2 separate regions of the Mus musculus genome follow, and region 1 is linked to region 2. The links are chromatin contacts, called in public promoter capture Hi-C maps. All regions are on one chromosome and are shown on one strand. Each heading gives the region's core, a stretch centred on a gene start, on an enhancer-like site or on the middle of the called end of the contact. The rest is flanking DNA. Distances are from core to core; before and after follow the strand shown. Region 1 holds the start of Gapt (Grb2-binding adaptor, transmembrane). Region 2 has its middle 43 kb from the start of Gm32881.

Region 1 (7,009 bases), core at 1,683-4,182, 310 kb after region 2:
TCCTGCAGGCATTTCTCTTCCAGATCTCAAAGGACATTACTGGCAAAGTCCCGATGCAACTGGACGACGTGAGACTGAACAAATTCAGTCTCTGAAGGTGACCGATTACTGTATCACCATCCCTGTACACTGGAGCTGAATTGGAGGGAGGGGGGTGGATTTTTAGTCCTCTCCACTTCCTTTACCCTTGGTGGATCACAAAATGAAGCCGAGGTGAGCAGAGAATTACAGCACAGCAGAAACCTCAAGAAAAGGGAGGTGCCGTCCAGAAACCTGCTATAAATTAAAAATATATTAACTGTATTCTTAGTACCTCATGAGATTATAAATTTACCACATCTATCAAATGTGTTAGACGTCCGTATTGTCAGTTCTTGCTTTTGATATTGAATATAGCACGAGCTGTTTTGAAACGAGAGTGAGGAATCTACCCCTGCCCAAGCATAGTTGTTTATATTAGTCGATGACTTTTAAGCAAAATGTAAGGTTCTCCCAGCATTGGGAGGAACAGGATAAAACTATCCATGTGTGCTCTGTCCATTGCTTCCTGCCTCTCTGCGAAGCCTGGCCATCCTCCTTTGGAGTGGACAGAGGCTGTGTTGACTCCCTAGTTACTCCTCCCTCTAGAGTCTTAAAATAATTAGCTCATTCTCTAGCAGAGAGTGGTACCCTAAATGTAAGGAAATTCTTCCCTCCTACCTGGTCTCAAGAGCAGCAGGACTCAGCTCTTTTCATCTTTAGATTCCTAGAGCAAATTCGAACACCTAGTACAGAAAATGAACCCAGTCACTATTTATTTGAATAAAAGAGAGCATTTTTTAAGTGACTCCCAAATTCAGCCACTCAATTCAGCTTAACTGACACTTTAAGAGGGAAGATTTTAAAGGGTGTATAGATTATTCTGAAGTTTATTTAAGAGATCTTTTAAAAGTGAAGTAACATATCTTTGTAAACACTTTTAATCACAAATGCAACAAATGATTTTCACTTAGTTGAGGTGATGTTTGAAGTGTTCCCTTGAACCTTTAAAGTATCAAGGAAGGTGACACAAAGTATTCCATCAGACAGAATTTTCTACTGCGATTATATCCACCAAGTATTCTTATTATATGTTTCAAGTGAGACACAGGAATAGTGACAGCCCATATGTTCAATATGTTTAACAGTGACTATAATACTTCTTACCATTGTCTACTGAGCATCACCAACAATCATATTTAATTAGGGGCATATCTTAAATCAGATTTCAGTCACTTTCCTGTAGATTGTCACACTTAACCCTAGAGCATTCATGTGGGATGCTATTGCTATCCTCACCTTACAGAAGATGAAATGGAGGATTCTAGATAATAACTCCCTAGCAACGAGTAAGCTGTATTTATCTCCTAGACACTGGCACTGGGACTAAGCACAGGAGATCTAGTACACTAAATATCTGCTAATAGACAGAGGGATTCATTCCTAGCCATACTAACAACAATGAACAGCAAGGAAAAACCCACAAAGCAGTTCCCTGCCCTCAGTGAGGGCACATTTCTAATGCCGACCTCTTAGAAATCTGTTCAAGGTCAGATTATACCAAGGCAAAAAGGTTCAGTTTTGCATTTTATATGAACAAATGGAGCATAGCGTGTAGCTTGCTTATAATAAACTCTCTTTGATAACTATTTAGGGACAAACACCTCCAATCCATATATCTCTCAAATTCCTTGGGGTCCTGGAGGGTTGTTGATACAGCATGGCTGAGCATAGAATTATCTAGTCACCATGTAGTGTTAACAGTCTGAGCTGTTCATAAGGGCTCGTGCCTGTGCAATCCTGGTACAGGGAAGCCGAGGCTAGATGGGATACAGAATGACACCCTGTGTCAAAACCAGCACATTTTATTGTCTACAGTTAAAATGATAAAGATAGCATACAGAATGGTGGTAGTCAGTAAGCGTAAGCAATTATGAGCAAGACGTAATGATGTAGGCATGAAAAGTCATAACAAAGTACACTATCATATCTACCAGCTTAAAATTAATAGAGCTATAGATGATGAAGTCCTCTCACTCTTACAAGGGCAGACATGATACAAAGGCTACATACAGATATTTGCCTAATGATTTCTATAAATAAAAGCCTCGTTTCCTTTATGGGCAAATGAGAATGGATCTTAATATGTTGTAGCATAAATAATTGCACACACCCTATCCAGAATGTGTGAGATGCATTTCCAGAGGAAATTTCACTGAATCTGTTTTCGAATGTGCTAGGCCTCCAAGAGAACAGAATGGGACTTTCTGCATGATTGGCTGCTGTCCCCTGGGCAGGGTCAGAGAAGCAAAAGGCTCCCTCTTTGTTTCTGAAAGAATTTATCTTAGTTCTATGCAGAGCAGACATCGTTTAGTATAAAAATCACAACAGTAATGAAATGCCCTAGTATAACGCCTACATGAGACTTGCTCTGCCCAGCTTGGAAGCTCTTCTCACTTTGGAAAGCAACAGTTTCTGCAAACTAACCAAAAATTATTCACTTGTCTTCAGATCACAAGTTCTTCCTAGAGTAGACCTTGCAAAGCAGACAGCACACTTCCTTCAGGTAGAATGGCAGGCACAGGAAAGGGCTGATTAGTGTAGCATGGTCCAACCTCACCAGCAACGTGCAAATTGTTTTCTCCACTATGACTGAGCCCGAATCATCCATTAACACACACACACACACACACACACACACACACACACACACACACACACCACCACCACCACCACCACCACCATCACCACCACCACCACCACCAAACAAGTTGTTTTGAAGTAACAAAATGTCACTACTTGGTTACACATGAATCCATTTCTTACCTTTTTCCATTACCCAAAAACTTTCCATCAGTTGGACTCACATGAAGCCTGGGAGTGTCCAACTCTGTCTGTCACTTTTCATCAAACTTTCTTCAGCTGAGAATGGTTCCTCTTTTCATTCTGGTCACTTACTTCCTTCTTTGGCTCCTCCTCCCTTCAGTGTATTTAATACTTGCAAAGTTTCCTGGTTCGTGAGGAAGTTGCCGTCAGATACTGCAGAATTATAAATGACCCTCCCTCTTTGTAGGTGGAACTTTTTGAAGTGTATATTTCATTAATATGTCAAACCTAGATGATTTTTCTTTTTTGAACAATTTTACCATGTTCACTTTAGAATCAATCATGTAGTTTGTTTTCTTCAAAGAGGTTTTAAAACTCATAATAACATAGGCCTTGAGTATTTTTGTTTCTTTGCTTTGTGATTGGTGGAACAATCCATATTTAAATATGAAGCTACAATGCACAACCCTAAAATTAAATATCTGCTGAACTAGTGCCCGTATGTTGGTTCAGAATGTGTTTATTATGTTGTTGTAATTGTTATTGATACCATCATCACCATCACATTCATTAAATAAAGGTTTCCCAAAGAACGTCCTGAGGCATACTACTCTGGTATACTATTTGACTGATTTTCATGAGGTAAACTTGTCAAGTATCTTTTATTAGGAGACTCACTAGCACATAGGGATGTTACAGATTGGCAGAAATCTGATAGAAAGCAAACTAAATCCAGCAAGAAAGAAAAAAAATGCTTTATTTTGTTAAGTAAGAGTAGTTAGTTCATTCCTAACACTAGGTATCATAAGCCTTTAGTGTAATACCCAAGAAATTCTTAGAGGAGAAATGCCACCATTAATCTTAGTTTATAGGCAGAAGCACAGCGGTAGAATGTCTACTCCCCAGAGACATGGACCCAGCGCTGTGAGAAGAACCACTGTTCGTCATGTAATGGACTGCCTGTCAAGCTTCCACATAGAATCTTTCTGTCTTATCATCTCTAAGAGCCAGCCCCATGGAAGGGGGCGGTGGGGAGAACTGCTGAATCGAACAGATACTAAGTGAGTTAGATAGATGATGTAGAAATAGTCACGGAAATATTGCCTTTTAGACTGTGTCAGAACTCCTTTGATCAAATAGGATTAACCTTGTATAAACTGGTTTAAAAGAAGAGGGAGGCCAGGGATATAGATTAGAGGCGTGTGTAAGGTTCTAAATTAAATTGCCAGAGCTACGGGGATGGAGCAGTGAATACACGCCCTGAAGCTCCTGAGACCCAAAGAAGGAGAAGCCACTGGGCCCACACAACATTTAAGACCTTAGAAGGAAGGCAAAGAAATATACAGTTCTAGAGAACAACAAAGAGCAGGAAGACAGATGCACGGCTCTCAGTGGACAGGAAATGAAAGCCTGAAACCAAGTTAGTGGGCATGAGAAGAGTTTACTAAGGCAAGAGTAATCCGGTGGGGCAGGGAAGCTGGGAGAGCAGCAAGTGAGCCACTTTTCCTGATGCACTTAAATGCAGTAAGGTATGAGCTGACCTCTCTCTCTCTCTCTCTCTCACTCTCTCTCTCTCTCTCTCTCTCTCTCTCTCTCTCACACACACACACACACACACACACACACACACACACACATGCACATGCACGGGCACACACTCACACATGCCCACATAAATATGCACATGTGCGTGCATAGATGCACATACAAACAGATGAACACACATTTGTGTGAATGTATATAGTCTCCTCTAAAAGTGCAACTAAGGCAAACTAACTAACTCCTCTTGAAATGTATTAAGGACTAAGAAATCAGAGGGCAGTTACCTGGCTCTTACCTCAAATAGGAACCTTTTTTAAGTAGCAGAATTTATCTTCAAGATTATGGAGGAAACAATGTTTCTGTTAAAAATTGAGTTGTTATGTAACTATTGTTTTTATGGCTTAGGTGCAGTTTTAAACTGTGTTTTCTTAACTCCCAGTCTTTAGTGTAGCAAGATACCCCTTGCTTTTCTTCCCAACCTCTTTTCTTTTAACCACAACAGCTGCATCTAAGCTTATTTTGGTCATTTTCATTTCCTGCTTCCTTCCTTCCTTCCTTCCTTCCTTCCTTCCTTCCTTCCTTCCTTCCTTCCTTTCTTTCTCTCTCTCTCTCTCTCTCTCCCTCTCTCTCTCCCTCCCTCCCTCCCTCCCTCCCTCCCTCCCTCCCTCTCTCTCTCTCTCTCTCTCTCTCTCTCTTTCTTTCTTTCTTTCTTTCCTTTTTGCCATCCTATGGTTTGGGTAGTCTAAAACTTGGGACGTAATTTATTGATCTTCACTATAATCTAGACTGGACAATTATTCAAGTACATTTCTCCCATATAGATTGATGGTAGCAATTTTCTTTATATCAAATATTGATTTCTTTTAACAGTGGGATTTTTTAAATGCTTGAACTGAGTAGGCAGGGGCACATAATTATGTATGTAAATTTTGAATATTTGTCATATTCATGAAATTGTCCTTGACATTCCATAAAGGGTTCGAAAGCTTCATGTTATTTGCTACAGATAGTCCAGGAATCTATGTCTTGAAATAAAGCATTACATGGTCTGGTAAAGGTAGCATACTTAGCCAGCAAATTACTTTTTGTATATAGGCTTATGTGGTTAATCCACAAAGTAATCAGATTGTTAATACCAGATTGCTAATACAGTCTTCTAATCAGTAAAATTTTACCACGCGTGTGGAAAAAGTCATGAAAAAATTAAAGTGAAGAAGCGTGTAAGTGAAGCTGGGAGGAAAAGGCATGGATGGATTGAAGCCAAACAAACCCATGCCAGTAACAACAGGCAAAATTAAAATGGACGATTCTCTGCACGTACAGGACAGGTTTCACTGGAAGATAGTTTTTGGTGTGGGAATGTCTTCAAATCTGAAAGTCTGTCAGAATCACTGATGGAGGTTTCAAGAGTGAATTCCTAGGATTCCGACGAGGCTGCTCCATTACACCTGGAGTACTCATTGTTATCTGCAGATAAGAGCAATATTGAAGTACCTCATGGGCATGGGAACTGGGAGAGCAATATCTTACAGAGTGTTTAGTCAGAGGTTTCTTTAAAATTATCTTATACTTTTCTGTCGTGTTTGGCATTGCTTCCATTACTATGTACCGCCTGTGTACCAAACAAAAACAAACAAACAAACAAATAAACACATGGTTATTACTGATTTAATACCACCCCCCATCTGAATGAGGCACAGACCTGTGTACTTTAGACTCCAGCTCAGGAAGTAGAAACTTGTGGCTGCTCACGTGCAGGTTGTGCAGACACAAAGGGTCAACTGCATTTATTTAGTCTGGGCCTTTTTCTACTTTTCCATTCTCTACCACAGCCTTTCCAAGCATCATTTTACATGAATTAAAGAATTACAGATGCTTCTCCTAACTGGCGGCTGCATTCCACATCCTTGGAAATATTAAGGAGAATTTCTTTAGGACAAGCTTGTAAATGGAAGCTTTGAATCCCTGAGTATGAACACTTGTAGTCCTACTGAATCCCAAATGGCTGCTACTATGGCATATATACCATTTATACACAGAGCCTAGCAATACATGAGAGATCCCTCTTTTTTCTCCCCATTGCCAGTATTTGATATGTTGACAATTTTAACTACTTACATAGATCACAAATGAAAGCCGCCATGTTGTTTGTTGGTTTGATTTTACTACCATGGAGCTGAGAACAATTGCTCTCCTTGAGGTGTTTCCCCCTTTGGTGCAGGATATGTTGTGGGAAAGAGGTGGGGTAGAGCATTCCCACCCTTCTATAATCTTTCTAAAAAATCTAATCTGAAATTCCTTAACTTGTATATGGAAGTTTCAATTTGTTAAATTATTTCAATTTTGGGGGGTTTTTCTTGGGGGGGCAGGAATTGTAGAAATCTAACCTGATATAAACACCTAGCCACAGAAATTACAGATGATAAATTAAGTTCAAAGGACCCTGAAGAATGAGCGTTGGGGGGTGTTTCTATGCTAATAGACAACTAAAAGCTGTGGAATCTGCCACTCACTCAGACTTAAAGGCACACGGTATTTTGGTTTTGTAGACTTACAAATGCTAGACTATGTCCCACAGCTAAGAAGGAAGACAAATAAAAACCCAATGAAGTAAAAGGCACAA
Region 2 (7,043 bases), core at 1,971-4,470:
TTCCTAGTTTTAGGAAATGCTAGCTAGGAAGTCATTATCATAATAGATAATAGCTATGTATCACTGAACAATGAATGGCTCTACAATTTATCAGGTTTTAAAAGGCATGCTTTATTTCAGTTTCTCTAGGCTAGGATTCTAGTTGTGACTTTGTTAAAGATTTCAGGCTTAGGGTCTCTTAACATGGATACAATCAGGATATGGGCTGCATCTGCAGTTATCACCAAAATTCCACTCCATAAAGATTTACTTATAAACCCATTCATTTGATGGTGGTCATGTGTAAAGAGATCTCCTTCGTAGACCTCATGTCTCCCTGTCCGATTGGCCACTGGCTTTACCAGCCTGAGTGTTGAGGAAAGGAGAGAGAGTTCCCACGATGCATGCTGCTATCTTGGCATGATTTAATCATGAGAGCGACATCATTTTTCCCTCAACATAATATTTTTATTAATTATTTGGGAATACCACACAATGCACCATGATCATACCCACTTTCCATTCTTTCCAGGTCCACCGTTTCACCCTTGTTCCCCCTCAAAAACCAAACCAAACCCAACCCACCAAGTCCAATTTGTGTTTCCCATGTACTCGTTGCTCTCTATGGGAGGAGTTCACTCTGCACTCACTCACGACCACTTGAGGTGTGTGGTATGTGTGATGGTAAGGCCTTCAGAGATGTTTCCTGTAAAATGTTGCCTCACATGACAAATGCGATTCAGATATGAATCTCAAACTATAGTAAAATAAGTCAGGAGATTATTTTAGATTCTTAAGAAAATGCATGAGTTCTTAAAGGCGGCAGAAGTCAGAAGTGAAATGCAGACAGTGTGGGACTTAAGGGGAAAGCTGTGAGGGTCCAAGCGTGGTGCTGCCTCAGACTCTGACATCTCAGGACCCAAGACCTGGAGAGAGGCCCGTAGGGATGTGCGGAGTGTGAGCAAGGGTACAGAGATTCTGTAGGAGTGAAGACTGGTCCCTGTCTGACAGGAAGCAGAGAGTTGGAACACACTATTCATTCCACAAGAAACTAAAATCCTCCTACAACTAGTATTTATCTATCGATTTGTTCGATTGATTGTGTATGCACACACAACAAATAAGCCATTTTAAATATCTTAAAAATATGCTATGTTTTCTGTTATATATTTACAGCAATGCAAAACCAAGACCTGATAAGATTTTAAAAACTACTTCTCATACCTAGAGACTCTGATATAGTTGATCCAAAAGATTTTAAAAACTACTTCTCATACCTAGAGACTCTGATATAGTTGATCCAAGTAGATGGAGGGAGTCAAGTTTAGAATGATCCAGGTTGGGTCATTATTGTCCCTACAGTGGCCAAGCTGACCAGCGGCTAAGCTTCCTACCTATGGAAGGAGACTATAAAAATGGCGAAGCATCAGCATACATGTCTGACACGGGAACAATTTCAAACTCTACTCCCCACCAAGTAAGCAGATGAAAGAAATTATAGGCTATGAGTCCCCAGAAGAAATGATGGGAGATGCCATTTAACTGTGCCTGGTTTTAGCTGTCAGATCATGGAGTGACTTTGAGATGGTCATAATCTTAAACAATTTACATTTTAAATCCAAAGTTAGCATTCTTTGGACTAAAATCATTTTATTTATAGCCTTGACCTGAAGATCAAATGGAAATGAGGGATCGTGAATCTCAATGAACTGTTACCCTTTTTAATATCACAATGTCCTTGGAAAAGTCTCTTCCTAGCCCAACAGGACTAGAAAATAAAAACCCACCTAGACCTGTACTATTTAAGTTGTATGGCCTCTGCAGTATTTCCTTGTGCACTCAATTTGTCTGTCATATAAGATAAACACGTCCAGTCATTAGAGAAATGCAAATGTTTTTTTACAGAGCATCAGTGATCTTGGGAGAGTATTATACATGGAAGTGTGGTGAAGAAATATGGAAAGATGCCCCAAGAAACCAGAGAGAAGAGGAGAAATATTCTAAATATCTTCTTCATATTTTATTCAGCTTTTTCATATACAAAGATCTTAAGGGTATTTTAATTGAAACTGTGTCAGTTCTGTGATTTGAATCCTTGGCACCCAAATCTAAGGCGTATTTTTAAAAGGCATCCCTCCATCCTCTAAAATATTCATTCATTCATTCATTCATTCATTCATGCATGCATGCATGCATGCATGCATATATTCATTCATTCATTCATCCATTCATGCATGCATGCATGCATATATTCATTCATTCATGCATGCATGCATGCATGCATATATTCATTCATTCATGCATGCATGCATGCATGCATTCATTCATTCATTCATTCAATGGTGTATGTGAGAGAGAGAGAGAGAAGAGAGAGAGAAAGAGACAGAGAGAAAGGGAAGGAGGGGAGAGGCAGAGAAAGAGGAAGAGGGGGAGGGAGGGAGGGAGGGAAGGAAGGAGGGAGGGAGGGAGGGAGGGAGGGAGAGAGAGAATGAATGTAGGATGTAAGTTACTTCAGAGGACAATGCTCAGGAATTGTTTTTTTCCTGATACCTTATGGGGTCTAGTGATGGGACTTAGGTCATCATACCTGTACATAAATGCCTCTACCAATATCCTTTGAAAGACCTATCTTTGACTTCTTACACATCTCTCATATCTTTATCACAATGAAATATCTACTCCCAGGGTCTGCAGAGATGTTGACTTAGTGGTTAATATCATTGGTGGTCCTTTCAGGGGAATCTGCATTTAGTTCCCAGCACTCACATGGTTGGCTACAACTGTCTGTAACTCTGGTTCCGGGGGATCTGACACTCTTACACACACACACACACACACACACACACACACACACACACACACACAAATGCACATCAAATAAAAATAAATAAATCATAAAAAAGAATAGAAATACCTTCTCCCTTCTTCTCACCTCCCATGGCAAAACCCACTTTTCCATTTAGCTTGTATCTTTTGTGAATGCCACATTTTTCTTGTCATGGCTATATCAATTGTATTAGTCTCTATAATTTCCACCACTAACATCATTCTCCCCTCCAAAGTTTTCTTTTCACTGTCCTCTTAATTTTGGCTTGTTTCATTAGGTGACTCTTGTCGTTTGACTTTCTGTTCTATATATAGAGGCAAGGGCAAAGAGACACTGAAGGATATGCTAATGATGCTTGCTCTATAGTGCTTGAAAGGCCATGGGGACCGCATCACACCTGGTGGAGTCCAGGGAGGTGGGGTGTGGGGCATAAAGGAACAGCTGCCAACTCTTCAGAAACATGGGCCAGCCTGCCTCCTTCTCTAAACAGACTTGTGATTGGCCAGCCATCAGTAGCCTCAGGTTTTCAGTTTGCCCTTCATCTGACTGATGAAGTTACTTCCTGACTTCTAGTGAGTTAGCTATATATAGCATCACTGTGGAGATGAGCTATTTCTTGTCTGGGTTGGATTGTAAATTATTTTAAAAAAAACTGTAATTTTAATATCTAGAGTATAAACCTCAAAAAGGGAAGTGGTAGTTTTACTGTTAATAGTTGTTAAAGTGTCTGTGCCAAATGCATGGGTGAAAGAAGGAGGAGAGACAAAGAAACCCAAATCAATTAGATTGAAATAGTTGCATAGAAATCGTTTGGTATGCATCGAGGAAGTAGAGGAGACAGGAAGAGGAACGGAAGGGTAAGGCTTAAATGGAAAAGATCACTGTTTTTATCTTTCTTTAATCCTTTTATTGACATTTTCTTTAGCATATAATGAAATATAAGACTTTCACTTGACAATAAAGCTCTTGTCTTATTTTCATTCAATCTGCCTCTCCTATATTTTTGTTTCAGACCACCTGAAAAACAAAACGGAACAAAACAAAAACCAACCAAACAAATAAACAGAAACCAGTATGCTCATTTGCTTACCGTCACCATGACAAAGTGGCAGAGAAAAACAAACTTTAAAGATCTGTTCTGGCTCCCAGTTTCTACACTTTGGACCACGGTTGCTTGGCACGATAGCTTTGGGTCTGAAACAGTGGAGCCTGTGGCAAAGGAAAGCAGCCCACCTCACACACAGGGAAGCAGAGACTGAGGAGAGGCTGGGATCCCCAAAACCTCTTCAAGGCCAAAATCAATTACGTGACCCACCAGCCCTAACTCTACTCCATCTTAACAGACTGGTCAGCTAGGACCAGGGTTTTGCTGTGTAGATTTCTTGGGGCCACTTAATATCCATTTCAAGTAGTACAGTGGATCTCTCAACCAATCTACTTTCCCATCTTATGCAGCCTGTCTCCCCTACCTACCTTACGTTAAAACTACCTTGTCAAGTTGATTGGCTTTGTCTTTTTGTTAAAAACAGCCCTTTGGTGCATAGCACGGGATAGTATGGGACTTACTATGTGGACCAACCTGTGGACCAACTCTCTGTCTTGAACGCACAGAGATCGACATGGCTCTGCCTCCAGAGTGCTGAGATTTAAGGTGTGCACCACCATGCCTACCTGATTTTGTTCTCACTTTTTATTAAATGAAAATGTAGATCACTCCCTTTACAAAGCTTTTCCCTCTCATGTTTATTTTTTCATTTTTGTATATTGTGTGTATGTGGGGGGTGGTGGGGCATGGAGCACATGCTATATCATGCAAATGAAAGTCAGAGGACAGCAGTGGCAGTTGATTCTCTCCTTCTCATAGATTACAGGGGTTGAACCTAGGCCATCAGGCTTAGCAGTGAACATCTTTGACCACTCAGAAATCTTGACAATCCTCAAAGCCTCCACATCTCTTGGTTTCTCTTGTACCACTCTACATGAGTCCCCATCCATTTCTTTGTTTTTTTGCCTTAGCCTATTTTTTCTGTTGCTAATAGGACAATACCAAAGGCAGGGAAAGTTATAAAGGAGATGTATTTTAGTTCACCGTTGAGAAACCATATCTGATGATTGTTTATTGCCAGAGTCCCAGGATGACAAAAATCATCAAATTTCAAGAAGCAGGGAGCCCACACATCTTTCATCTCTTTTCATAAAGCCACTAGTATTCAACTGTGGGCTATACATTACTGTCTTTATTCAGCCATCGTCACCTCCAAATGTCTGCTTCTGTAGATATTAGGTTAGGTTTCTATGCTGATAGCATCTCACAATGAACACTGGATTTCAACATGAGTTTAGGAGGAGAAAGCTATATTCTAATCAGAGCACCATTCCCTTTTTGAGTCTCCCTTTCTTAGTTACTTACAAGTATAGCGTACCCTATTTCCCAGACAACTCTTCTCCTGTATGAAACACTCTTGTTAATCTCATTATCTCCATTTGGAAAGCTTTGGTTATTCTCATGAACCCTGGAGCTTGTGTTTAACATCCCACGGACACTATCAAATTAAATTATAATCTCTGCTTAGGAGGATATTGCTTTGCAATATTAATACAGATTTTCTCTAATACATTCTCTATATTTTTTATAGCTATTGACTCTCATTTAATCAACAGAAGCTTGTCTTTAAGAAGGAGTACCTTAGCTGCATATGTAGTAGAGGATGGCCTAGTTGGATATCAATGGGAGGAGAGCTTACAAACCAATAGGTGTGGTGGTTTGAGTAGATATGGTCCCCATGGTCCTGTGAAGGCTCTATGACCCAGTGTAGGGGAATGCCAAGGTCAGGAAGTGGAGGTGGGTGGGTTGGTAAGTGGGGGAGGGGAGGGGGGATAGAGGGAAGGGGTTTTCGGAGGGGAAACCAGGAAAGGGGATAACATTTAAAATGTAAATAAAGAAAATATCCAATAAAAAACAAGAAGGAGTACCTTAAAATAGAGGGTGAATTTGTCTGAATTTAGAATTAATATTCAGGTAAGACACTGTAGCTCTTGGGGATTTAAGGATTAACAAATAGATTGGGAGTTAGAGATAGGAAATAAAAAGTAACCAATAGGTGTGGTGGTTTGAGTAGGTACGGTCCCTAATAGACTCACGTGTTTGAGTGCTTGGCCCATTGGAATTGTTACTATTGGGAGATGTGGCTTTATTGAAAGTGTGTCACTGTTGGGGCAGGCTTTGGTGTCTCATATATGCTCATGCCATCTCCAGTGGGACAGTCTCTGACTGCCTGCTGACCAAGATTTAGAACTCTTGACTCCCCCGGTACCATGTCTGCCTGCAGGCTGCCATGCTTCTCGCTAGGATGATAATTGGACTAAACCTCTGAAACTGTAAGTCAGCCCCAATTAAATGGTTTCCTTTGTAAGCCTTGTCTTGGTCATGGTGTTTTGTTACAGCCATATAAACCCTAAATAAGACAATAAGTTAGGGAGAAGAGATTAGAAGTTTCCTCTGTCAACTAAGGAGTCCTTGGAGTACTTGGTTGAGGGGCAAGAAGTTAAAGAAGCAACAAGAGACAGAATCCTCCAGAAGAGCTTAAGGTCCAGAGTTCACTCATGGCTTTTATTTAAGATGTCCTTTTCCAGTCCAATAGGAAACAAAGGAGAGAATGGGTGAGCACCTTTGTAGGGGATAAACTTGTTTGATTTCACACCTTATGTCTGTGTAGGATTGAGAGAAAAACAGGTAGTAATGACTTCATTTTCTAAAGCAAAGTCAAGACTAGGATGACATGATTGGGCTTGAAGGTAAAGATGGATCGCTGCTAAAACCAGTTGGATTCAGTTCAATAAAAGGTCCCAGGAATACACAGTCCTTCTGGGTTCTTACCAGTATTAGAGTTTGCATTAGTTTCTTGGCACATAGGGAACGAGAGCAGTGGTCCTCAAATTTCCTAATGCTGTGACCCTTTAATAAAGTTTCTCATGTTGTGGTGAAACCCAACCATAAATTATTTTTGTTGCTACTTCATAACTGTAATTTTGCTACTGTTGTTAATCATCATGTAAACTCTCTGATATGTGACCCCGTGAAAGGCTTTTTGACCCCCAAAGGGTTTGCAGACTACAGGTTGAGAACTACTGGATTAGAGTCTAAAAGGAAGTATATTACAGTATCTCAAAGGAAATCCTTGTAAGTTCTGCTGACATGAGGTTTTCTGAAGTTCATTTCGATTTCTATTATTCATTT

Evidence for each region. Promoter capture Hi-C pulls out the DNA fragments that hold promoters and counts their contacts.
Region 1: a promoter capture Hi-C map of pre-B cells shows a contact between it and region 2, with 5 times the contacts expected there. The contact joins the promoter of Gapt here to the enhancer-like site in region 2. A contact is called at or near these places in 25 of 39 promoter capture datasets (the 3T3-L1 cell line, 3T3-L1-derived adipocytes, the C10 cell line and 16 more), 1 of 15 datasets of contacts at CTCF or cohesin (the NIH/3T3 cell line), 25 of 484 Hi-C or Micro-C datasets (the 3T3-L1 cell line, the AML12 cell line, the CH12 cell line and 18 more), 1 of 115 datasets of contacts at active chromatin or transcription factors (microglia) and 3 of 9 other capture datasets (adipose tissue, embryonic stem cells and liver).

The regions. Positions count from the first base shown.
Region 1 is chr13:110,354,240-110,361,248 of GRCm38.p6, forward strand. Gapt (Grb2-binding adaptor, transmembrane) reads right to left here and starts at 2,933. Exons shown (of 3, transcript NM_177713.3): 1 at 2,845-2,933; 2 at 700-764; 3 at 1-276. Gm41058 (a long non-coding RNA gene) reads left to right here and starts at 4,205. Exons shown (of 3, transcript XR_873950.2): 1 at 4,205-4,373.
Region 2 is chr13:110,045,736-110,052,778 of GRCm38.p6, forward strand. No RefSeq gene overlaps it. Among named protein-coding and RNA genes, the nearest start is that of Gm32881, 43 kb to the left of the region's middle. Within about 2 kb of position 3,221, at least 23 of the 459 cell types and tissues checked have an H3K27ac peak or open chromatin away from gene starts, as enhancers often do. A contact at or near this core is called in pre-B cells and thymic regulatory T cells, where this site is marked.